3 separate regions of the Sus scrofa genome follow, and all the other regions are linked to region 2. Evidence: chromatin contacts called from public promoter capture Hi-C data. All regions are on one chromosome and are shown on one strand. Each heading gives the region's core, a stretch centred on a gene start, on an enhancer-like site or on the middle of the called end of the contact. The rest is flanking DNA. Distances are from core to core; before and after follow the strand shown.

What was found. Promoter capture Hi-C pulls out the DNA fragments that hold promoters and counts their contacts.
Region 1: a contact with region 2 is called in a promoter capture Hi-C map of fetal skeletal muscle, with 2.3 times the contacts expected there. The contact joins the promoter of SARNP here to the promoter of SUOX in region 2. A contact is called at or near these places in 1 of 5 promoter capture datasets (fetal skeletal muscle) and 1 of 2 datasets of contacts at active chromatin or transcription factors (alveolar macrophages).
Region 3: a promoter capture Hi-C map of liver shows a contact between it and region 2, with 5 times the contacts expected there. The contact joins the promoter of CD63 here to the promoter of SUOX in region 2. A contact is called at or near these places in 3 of 5 promoter capture datasets (fetal liver and liver), 1 of 47 Hi-C or Micro-C datasets (embryonic fibroblasts) and 2 of 2 datasets of contacts at active chromatin or transcription factors (alveolar macrophages and skeletal muscle).

Annotation. Positions count from the first base shown.
Region 1 is chr5:21,261,174-21,264,376 of Sscrofa11.1, reverse strand. SARNP (SAP domain-containing ribonucleoprotein) reads left to right here and starts at 1,940. Exons shown (of 11, transcript XM_003126256.4): 1 at 1,940-2,560. The coding sequence starts at 2,525. It overlaps ORMDL2 (ORM1-like protein 2), which reads right to left and starts at 2,243. Exons shown (of 4, transcript XM_003126257.5): 1 at 2,108-2,243; 2 at 1,037-1,290; 3 at 718-869; 4 at 1-174. The coding sequence starts at 1,210. The coding sequence ends at 39. LOC106510299 (a long non-coding RNA gene) reads left to right here and starts at 2,567. Exons shown (of 3, transcript XR_001308700.2): 1 at 2,567-3,141.
Region 2 is chr5:21,393,419-21,396,714 of Sscrofa11.1, reverse strand. It overlaps SUOX (sulfite oxidase), which reads right to left and starts at 1,416. Exons shown (of 4, transcript NM_001244498.1): 1 at 1,389-1,416. It overlaps LOC110260685 (a long non-coding RNA gene), which reads left to right and starts at 1,537. Exons shown (of 2, transcript XR_002343979.1): 1 at 1,537-1,614; 2 at 3,166-3,296.
Region 3 is chr5:21,174,555-21,177,725 of Sscrofa11.1, reverse strand. It overlaps CD63 (CD63 antigen), which reads left to right and starts at 1,501. Exons shown (of 8, transcript XM_005663878.2): 1 at 1,501-2,053; 2 at 2,652-2,728. The coding sequence starts at 2,663. LOC106510300 (basic proline-rich protein-like) reads right to left here and starts at 2,664. Exons shown (of 2, transcript XM_013997622.1): 1 at 2,356-2,664; 2 at 1,877-2,287. The coding sequence starts at 2,664. The coding sequence ends at 1,877. LOC102162669 (a long non-coding RNA gene) reads right to left here and starts at 1,833. Exons shown (of 2, transcript XR_303407.3): 1 at 1,715-1,833; 2 at 487-1,322.

The DNA.
Region 1 (3,203 bases), core at 691-3,190, 130 kb after region 2:
AGTTACAACCCTTTGTTCCAATGTTCCCAGACCATCCCTCAGTATTTGTTGATGCCAAAGAGGCGAACCCCATGGAATTGGGGCAACTTAGGCAGCAGTACGCTGAGCAATGAGACTGTATTGATGAGGAAGTGAGCAGCATCATACTTGGTGTAGAAGCTGGCCAGGAGGTAGCTGGGGAGAGAAGAAATTAAGTTAAGTGAAGTTGGCCTTCCCTATCCATATTCAGGCCTTTCCAGCCACTTTATTTTAAATGATCAATTTTACTGCACATAGTCCTAGGATATCTGAAAATTTTCCAGCTATAACAATATTTACTTTGGGATCGGGGAGATAATCAGCAACTTTTATAAATTAGGTTGTTTTTTTTTTTTTTTTTTTTTTTGTCTTTTTGTCTTTTCTAGGGTCGCACCCGAGGCATATGGAGGTTCCCAGGCTAGGTGTCTAATTGGAGCTGTAGCCACTGGCCTACGCCAGAGCCACAGCAACATGGGATCCGAACTGCATCTGTGACCTACACCACAGCTCACGGCAATGCCGGATCCTTGACCCACTGAGCAAAGTCAGGGATCGAACCTGCAACCTCATGGTTCCTAGTCGGATTCGTTTCCACCATGCCACGACAGGAACTCCGTGTAGTCTGCTTTTTTTAAAGCTTCCCTGTGGGCCTTTGTACCAGGCTCTTAAACCATCTCCCATATCTCCCCCTGGACTCACAGTACAATAGGAGAGATGCTGAGGAATTTGCGGGAAGAGGTAAATTGGAGCCCGTAGTCCATCTGTTCCCAGTGTGTAAGTAGCCGAGCCTTTCCTTGGTCGGGAGTCTCAAAGGGTGTCCCTTTCACCGTATGTAGGAAAACATACATAGCCTGGTAGGAGGAAGGGGTAAGTGTGAGGAGGGCAGAAAGTAGTCTTCAGCCCAAGAAGTATGTATGCTAAGTTCCCCAAAGGAAGACAGAAATCCCAAATAACTGGTGATTTTGTTTTTGAGTGGGAAAGGCGTAGAGTGGGTAAAAGGGCATGGTTTAGTGCTTACCAAATTATGGATGACGTTGGTCAGGGTCCAGACAACAGGAATGCTGAAGAAGGGGATGCTGAGTAGAACCACATGCAGCAGTCCTACCAAGATGATGTAGGCCAGCCAGATGCCCCGACTATTCATCACTCGAGTGTTGGGGTTTACTTCGCTGTGTGCCACCCCCACATTCATCCTACCACAGTGGGGGATCAGGTAGGAGTCCAACTTAATCTCCTCTCAACCCCTCTGCGTCTGTTCCTCCAAGTTGTCTCCTAAAGAGCCAAAATCCCCTGGATTGTACTGGGGATGAAAGGACTTCCCCATCATGCACAAAGAAAAACTGAAGACTCGGGAGGAAAAATTTACAAGGCAAGAAGAGTCCTTTTTACATCTTGGAGACATAGTATGGTAAACTTTCTTCTGAGCCCTTTAAATGTAACTTGGAGTAAGCCCAGGCTTGGGGACGGGTATTACTTTCCTTAAGAAGTTAATAAGGAACAATGAAGACATTACAGTACACCCAAAATTGTAAAAGAGTATCATGGAAAACAACCAAGGAACCACCATTAAGGAGGGATGGGAGGGTAAAGCTACTTTTTCTAATCTAATCTCTATCTTTTCCTCTGGGGCTCGCCCCGTCCTGTCACTCATGTCTTTGGCATGTAAGCAGGCGGCATCCCAATTCCTTCTTTCAAGTGTGGGGTGCTGCAAGAATGTGCCCAGGGCTTTGGCGCTGAATTTGGAAGAGACCTGAGCTGAGTGTTTCGAGAGATGGTCCCAACTCCAGGGGGAGCCCTGATGGTCTGAACTTGGCCCTTTAAAATCGTGCTAGCCGTAAAGTTGATGACGCCTGGTTAGCAAGCAGCTCTCTCCGCCCTCTACCTATAATTCCCTAAACTCTGGTATTGAACCCGCCCCTTGCTCCTCCCAGCTTTCTTCTTCGGCTCTCAGCGTAGTCTTCAGCACTCCACTCTCGGTCTGTAGTTCGCCGCCGCCACCCACCCCTCACCCCCCACCCCCGGCCTCCTTCTTCCTCCGCCTCCCACCATTTTTCCTTAGGACCCATTTCTAATTTCTCAGAACCCTTACCTGCCAGATTCAGAAGCCCGTCCGGCTCGGGGCGCTCTGCTTCTTCCTCCTACACCTGCGGTCTCCAGGAAGCAGCCGCCCCGGCCATCTGCGCTCTCCCTATTGGTGGAGCAGAGTCAGCGCCGCTACCACCCATTGGCTGCCGGTCTGCCATACGGACTCACAATTGATCGCCATTTCCGTCTTTCGTAAAGTGCCGAACCCGCCCTACTCCCCGTTCCGCCTTTTGAGAGAGGTGGAGAAAGCCGCTTGGAGGGGTGAGGGCGACGCCAGCTCTTGACTAATGGGAAGAATTGATGGTAGGAGGCGGGAGTAAGAGCCACAGCGATTGGTTGGCCTTGGCTGTCGGCGCCGAGGCGGGAGCGCCCGGAGGCGGAGGCAGCGGGTGGGGGCCTGGCGGAGTGGAGGGGTAACAAGATGGCGACCGAGACGGTGGAGCTCCATAAGCTGAAGGTACCGGGAAGGGGGAAGGGCCGGGTCGGACTTTTCCGGAGGCCGAATTCTGCCGGCTGGCTTGCGCCTTTTCCTGAATATTCTCCTTTCAGGCTCTTTCACTTCTTTTCCTGGCTCCCTCCGTAGTTCTTTTGTGCCTTCCTCCTTTCCCACTACGCCTTCCCTGATTTCCCATTTCACCTCACGATTTTCCTGTATCTTTACTTGTTACTTCAGCTCCCTCCTCCAGCGTTGTGTCGTCCGACACTTCTCCCACCGGGTCGTGTAAGTGCCTTCAACCTCTTCTCTTGTTTCTCTTCAGACGGGATTACGTCAGTGGTCCCCTCTTGGCCCCGAGCCGGGCTCTAGACCCCTTTTTCTTCCCTGGGTTGGCGCTTTTCTGTTGTCCAAAGCTTAGATTCCCGGTAGCAGATGATGGCACTTGGTCTGTTTCTAGCTAGGTCTCAAACTTGACCCAGAAAATGCTTCCACCCCCTTGTTTTAGGTGGTCGGACGCCCCCGGGCGAACTTTGAAACCTGAGGAGAGGCCTCCGAAGATAGGCCAACCCCTTAGAGCCCTGGACTTTAGGAGACCTAAAGAGGTAGTGAAGGCAGATACTCCAGATTGACAAGTTTTGAGTTCTCTCAGTTCTCCGTCTGCCAG
Region 2 (3,296 bases), core at 167-2,666:
GGTGGGAGGACAGAAATCAGCCAGGAGCTCTCTGGACAAATGGGGAAACTTTTTTCTGTGGTATTGAGGCCAAAGAATGGGAGTGAGGGTCCAAATGGGTCCTTATAGAAAACCTGGAGAACTCTGGAGACAGACTATGCTGACAGGATGGAAAGGAATAAGGGGGTGGGAGGGGGTCTCCTAGAATTACCTATCTCCCGCCCTCCACTCTCTACTTTGTCCACTACAGAGAACAATGGGGGCCAAAGGTCTAAAAGGCAGAGGCTCAGTTTGCCTGTTCATTATTTCTAAATTCAGCAGAGGACAACTGAGGGGTATACTGACTTAGACACAAAAAGGTGAAAAAGATAGTGGCAGCCTGATGGGGTGAGGAGCTTGGATTTTGGAGTCAACGCTTTGTGTTTGTGAAACTAGCCCTGCCATTGACCAGCCCTGTTCCTGGGCAAGATACCAAGCCTCTCTGAACTTGTGTCCTCATCTGTCAAATGAGACCTACCTAGCAGAACTGCTGTGATGAGCCAACAAGTAATAACACTGTCATTGAAGGCCTTTCCCTCCTCTCCCTCCACCCACCCTAAAAAAATAAATAAAAATTGAACCTGGCTGGGAACTGGGCCCCAACCGGGGGTTCCCACCCCTACCTGGCCTGGCCATTCCAGTGAGCTCAGCAGATCGAGGAGTTAATGTCCAGGGTGTCAGGGGACGGGCTAGAGACGGAAGAAGGTAATTTTTCTGCGCTGGCTTGCGCAGTTTCTTCCTTAAAGCACTGAGCAGATCACTGACCCCAGGAGGGCCAAAGCGGGGAGGGGTGAGAAGAGGCAGAATTGCTGACGAGATGCTAAAGAGGGGTGCTGGCAGAGACACTAGGAGGAAGCTAGAAATAGGAGTGGAGTCTGCATTTTACTCCTGGGCCTTAGAACCCTCACTCTCCCTGCCACCTTTCCTCAATCCCAGCAGCCTACTAAAAGCAGACTGGAGCTGCATAGGTAGGACTGACTTGCAGGCAGACTCGGTCAGCCCAGTATCCCAGGTTTGGGAGAGGCAGTCTGCCGCTAAACAGATGGCACCGCCTTGTGCGGGTAGTCGCCAGTCACTCCCCAGAGGAAAAATTTGGTAGAATATGGATGTGTTCAGCACCAAGACACAAGCACCCGGTTCCATGTCGCCCAACAGCTGGCCCAGGAGTGTCTAGTAGCAACACCCCGCGGCCCCAGGAACACTCGGCTAGCGGTAGTGGAGGCGGGGACTAGCAGTTTTGTTGTCCTTGGGATTCGGAGCACCCCTGAGGACCAACACCACCCCCGACCCCGCGCCGCCCCTGCCCAGGTTACTAGTCCTGCCTCCTCCCGGTTACTAGTCCTGCCTCCTCCCGGCCCCAGGTTCCTTACCGGGTTCGCCGTCCGCACCGTGGTTCTTTCACCCGCTCAGCGCCCAGCCGCAGTCGGCGAGGGGGCGGGGCTTGCGCCGTGACGTTGGGCTAGAGTAAAGGACCACTCTCGCCCCTCTGCTCGTCCCCAAGTCATTGGCGGGCCATAGACCGCCTCCCTGCTGCTGTGCCCCGCCTCCTGGAGGCCGAGGCAGGCGGGGATGCCACCTGGGCTCGGAACTAGAACGGTAAGTTTTTGCTTTTACCCCGCCGGAGAAGGACGTCCGGAATTCGGGGCAGTGCAAAGTGATGAGGACGCCCAGAGGTTGGGCTGAGGGATGTCCCTACCCCTCCCAGCTATCTGAGACACAAGTGCTCCCCTCCCAGCTATCTGAGACACAAGTGCTTTCACTAGAGGCCTCGGGATTCAGACGGCTTTCTCCCGGGGGCGGGGGGGGGGTGAGCTCCGCCTCTTATCTTGTTTTTCACAAACGTCTGTGTTGCAACTGCAACAGCCCTGTGTTTTGTTTTGTTTTTTTTTGTCTTTTGTCTTTCTAGGGCCTCATCCGCGGCCTATGGAGGTTCCCAGGCTAGTGGTGGAATCGGAGCTGTAGCCGCTGGCCTACACCACAGCTCACCGCAAGTAGACTCCTTAACCCACTGCCGAGGCCAGGGATTGAACCTGCCCCCTCAAGGATACGTTCCCGCTGAGCCACGACGGGAACTCCTGCCCTGTTTGTATTTTAGAGGAAACAAGAGCAAGTGCTCAATTCTCTTATATCCAGGAACGAGAGCAGAAATGGGGTCTACATAACAATTCAAAGAGATTCTTCAGACTAGTTTAATTTCTCCCCAGATTATAGAACCAACACTGAATAGCCACCTTTTTTTTTTTCTTTTTGCTTAGTGGTCAATTTTTTAAAAATCGTTACTTAATAAGAGAAATGACATTTTAACACCCCAAAATAGGGGAACATTGTAAGTGCTCATAATCTCAGAGTAAAGGGCATAATAGAACATTGTTTGCTATTACCCTTTTATCATTTGGCCCCGAAGTGAAATCTTGTCATTGGCTAGCAGTGAACCTGGGGCAAACGTATCCACACTGCCCTCTGGAGACTAGAAGGTTGAGCTACAGCCTTAAGTGAAGGTCTTCATCTTTAATTTTGGAAAATCAGTTCCCCTCCCTTTCTGCTCTCCTAAGAGCTTTCACTAGGAATGAAGGAGCTGTGGGAGGAGCGCTAAGAGATAAACCGAAAGAGGAATTGACAATGCAAAGGTGATTTTGGCGTTAAAGTTTCTGGAAAAAGAAAGATCCCCAAATGAACTGTGTATAATTAAATCATCAGAGATCTGACACCCAACCTACTATAGCAGTCTTAAAAATAGTCTTAGGGAGTTCCTGTAGTGGTGCAGTGGTTAACAAATCCAACTAGGAACCATGAGGTTTCAGGTTCGATCCCTGGCCTTGCTCAGTGGGTTAAGGATCCAGCATTGCCATGAGCTGTGGTGTAGGTCGATCCCACGTTGCTGTGGCTCTGGAGTAGGCCGGCAGCATTGGCTCTGATTTAGACCCCTAGCCTGGGAATCTCCATATGCCGTGGGAGCGGCCCCAGAAAAGGCAAAAAGACAAAAAAAAAAAAAAAAAAAAGTCTCAGCCCAAAGATACAGAGAAGTCAGTTATGGACTATCTGAAGCCATGGAATGAGACTTTTGCCTAAGAATGTCACCTTACATAAAGCCACACACATACTTTATATAATTAATCTTTTAAATCTCAACTTTTCTTCATTTTACAGAAGACACTGAGGCAGAGAGCAGCTAAATAACTTGAGGCCACAGCTGGTAAGCTGTCAAAGACAGGGCTGAATACTAGGCTGTCGTGGTGTCTGTCCTTCAGATCCTTTGGAATTGAAAACTCCTCCTACAG
Region 3 (3,171 bases), core at 252-2,751, 220 kb after region 2:
TGTGAGGCAGCTGGCCAATCCCAATCTGCCATGGACTTTATTTTTAAATTAAAAAAGAGTTTGTGTTTTTGCTTTTTAGGGCTACATTCGCACAACTCAAGGCCACGCCGGCTCCTTAACCCACCGAGCAATGCCAGGGATCAAACCCACATTCTCATGGTTACTAGTTGGGTTTGTTAACCCACTGAGCCACAGTGGGAACTCCCTGCCATGGACTTTTAAAACTACTCCTTTTTTGGAAGTTCCCATTGTGGTCCAGCAGTAATGAACCCAACTAGTTATGAGGATGCGGTTCAATCCCAGTCCTCGCTCGGCTCAGTGGGTGAAGGATCTGGCCTTGCCGTGAGCTGTGGTGTAGGTTGCAGACACCGCTCGGATCTGGCGTTGCTGTGGTTGTCTCTGACTCAACCCCTAGCCTGGGACCTTCCGTATGCCTGAAAAGACAAAAATTAAAAATAAATAAATAAATAAACAAAACGACTCCTCTTTTACACCTGGCCCTTTCCTTGGCACTGGAACTGATGCTTGCCCTTTTATTCGCCAAGCTCCCCTGGGAGAGCACCACCCACCTCTGTGAAATCTTTTTCTTTTTCCCTCTGGGGCATCGGCACCTCCTGCCCCTCCCTCTGAGCTAGTCCAGCTGCCACCAGGGGTTTCTGCGTCTATTCACAGTGTGGGCTTGGTTCTGCCTGCTGGCAGAGGACAGGGCCATCAACTTCCTCACCTCGCTGGCCCTGTGCCCAGCACATGCCTGGCAGAAACAGAGGAATACTCCTTTCTTCGGAGTCTTGGCTCCTCCTCCCCAGCCTGCCTGCAGGTGATAACTGGGGAGCAATGTCCAGAAGGGGCTTGGTGTGTTTCGCTTGAAGATAGTGATCCTGGAAACTGGTTCTCAGCCCAGCCCAGCCCAGTGCGCCTTCCTTTTGCTCTTAAAGTTTCCTTCCTTCTTTGTGTACACACACCACAGCTCAGGAAATGGTTCTTCAGGCAGGACCAGAAAAACGCAAGGGGTGGGTTCAGGCTGGGCGGGCAGCGGTGTGGTGGCTGGTTCCGTCCTTGCCCCGTTCACACAGTTTCTTCTGGAGCCCACCCCCCCCTCACCTTCCAGTCCTCTCCAGGCTTTGCCCCTGGGCTGTCCAGGACGGGCGAGGAAAATGCAGGGAATACGTGCTGTGCTCGCCTAAGTGTCCTCGGCACGCCTCCCGGGTAACAGGCTGATCCGGGAGTGGAGGGAGGGACCTCATTCATGACGCATCATGACTGACGGGGTGGGATGTCCTGGGAAAGGCTTCCTCTATTTCTCCGCTCACTCCTCCGGAATCCTACAAAATGGAGAATGGACTAACAATGGGAGCGGAGAGAAGGAACACCCCTTCTAGAATGGTGGGGGACCCCCAGGATGTGAAGCCAGGGACTTTCTAAAAGTGTTTATTCGCGACCCACCCTATCCCAGGGACCCAACAGCGCCCTCTACTGACTCGGGGAAGGGGTGAGGGGCTGGAACAGAGTTGGAGCGAGAGGAAGGGAGTGGGCTCTGGGTGGAGGATGAGGAGGCCTCTTGAAGACCATCTTGTCCCCTCGCCTCAGCTCCGCCGCCCGGGCTGGGTGCACAGAGGGTTCCTCTGGGCCGCTCATCCCTCCTTTAGCTCTCACACGTCTCCCCCGTTTGCCTGAGCCAAAGAAAAGCAGGCGGCGCCTGGTCCCCCTCTCCTACCCCGAGTTGGCACGGGGCTGGGGAAGCCAGGAGAACCCAGGCACCCCGGGGTCTTGCCCTTGGTGCCCTCCCTTTGCGGGGGGTGGGCGCCGTCTTCCAGGCAGGGGCCACGTGGCCTTGACCCGGCCGGGGTCTCGGCCTTCCTCCTGCAGGCCGGGTGACTCAGGCCGCAGCTGTTCTCGCGTCACATGAGGGAGGCTGGCGGCTACTCGGCGGGGGAGGGGGCTGCGGATGGAGCCGGGGCGGGGCCGCGCGCCGGGCGGGGCCGGAGCCGGGGGGCGCAGCTAGAGAGCCCCTGAGCCGCGGCGGGAGTGCAGCGCACAGCCTCGGGGAGCCCAGGTGAGGCCGCGGAGCCCGCTCCGGCTCTGGCGTCGGGGTGTTGGGGGGAATCGCCAGCCGCTCCCCGCTCAGGGCCTCGCTCCGGGCCTCTGAAGATCGGCTTCGCTCCCCCGCTGCTCCCGAGGCCCTCGCAACTTTGCAACTTTGGAAAGTTCCGGAGGCCCGGGAGGGGTGGGATGCGGAGCGCGGGACGCACTTATTTTTGGCGGTGGTCAGAGCCCAGGGGAAAGTGGCCTGGGGATCGGGCTAGAGCTGAGGACAATTTTGGGGGGCTGGTTGGGTGGGGAGGGGGTGTTTAACACCTGGGGGCTGGCGGGCCCAGGGTGGGCGTCCAGCCCTGGCCCCAGCGGGCGCCCTTGGATCAGTCCGGGGCCAGGGACGCGGCGGGGCGGGGTCCGGGCTGGGCGACGGGCGCCCCCACCCCTCTCCTGCAGGGAGAAGAGGGGGCTGGGAGACGTGGATCTGACCGCGGGTTTCCGGGTGGGAGGGGCCGGGAATGGGGGCCGCGCAGGGGAGGTCTCGAGGGCCGGCAGGGCGCTCCGAAGCCCGGATACCCCTTCGACCGGTTCTAATCCCCCTGCCCTCCCCTGTGCCCCAGGCCAGGCAGCCATGGCGGTGGAAGGAGGAATGAGATGTGTCAAGTTCTTGCTCTACGTTCTTCTGCTGGCCTTTTGCGTGAGTGGGGAGCGGGGACGATGGGGGCGCGCTGGCAGGGTGCGGGGAGAACTGGCTCGGGAGTGCTGACGGCTGAGGGGTCAAGAAGGAAGGCAGCTGGAGAGCAGATGTGGAAGGAACTCCCGGCTAACGGCCGAGGGCAGCGCGGCCATCGCCTCCTCCAGCTCAAAGCAGGGATCTTTGAGACTGTTTGGGATCGAGAATGGCCGGCCTGGGTGCCTAGCACCCTCCCCGTAATCCCTCCTTGCCTTTCCTGTCTGGTGACCCAACCTCTTGTGATATGGGGCAGTGGGGCAACCCGCCAACGGCTTGATGCTATCACCACGGGGTGCCCCTCCGCACCCTCCACCCCCCCTTCCTCTCCATTCCCTCATACCCCCTCCTTCCTGCTTGGGGGTTGGAGAGGGCTCTGTCCACCTAGATGGCTCCTGCCCTGGGCCCCC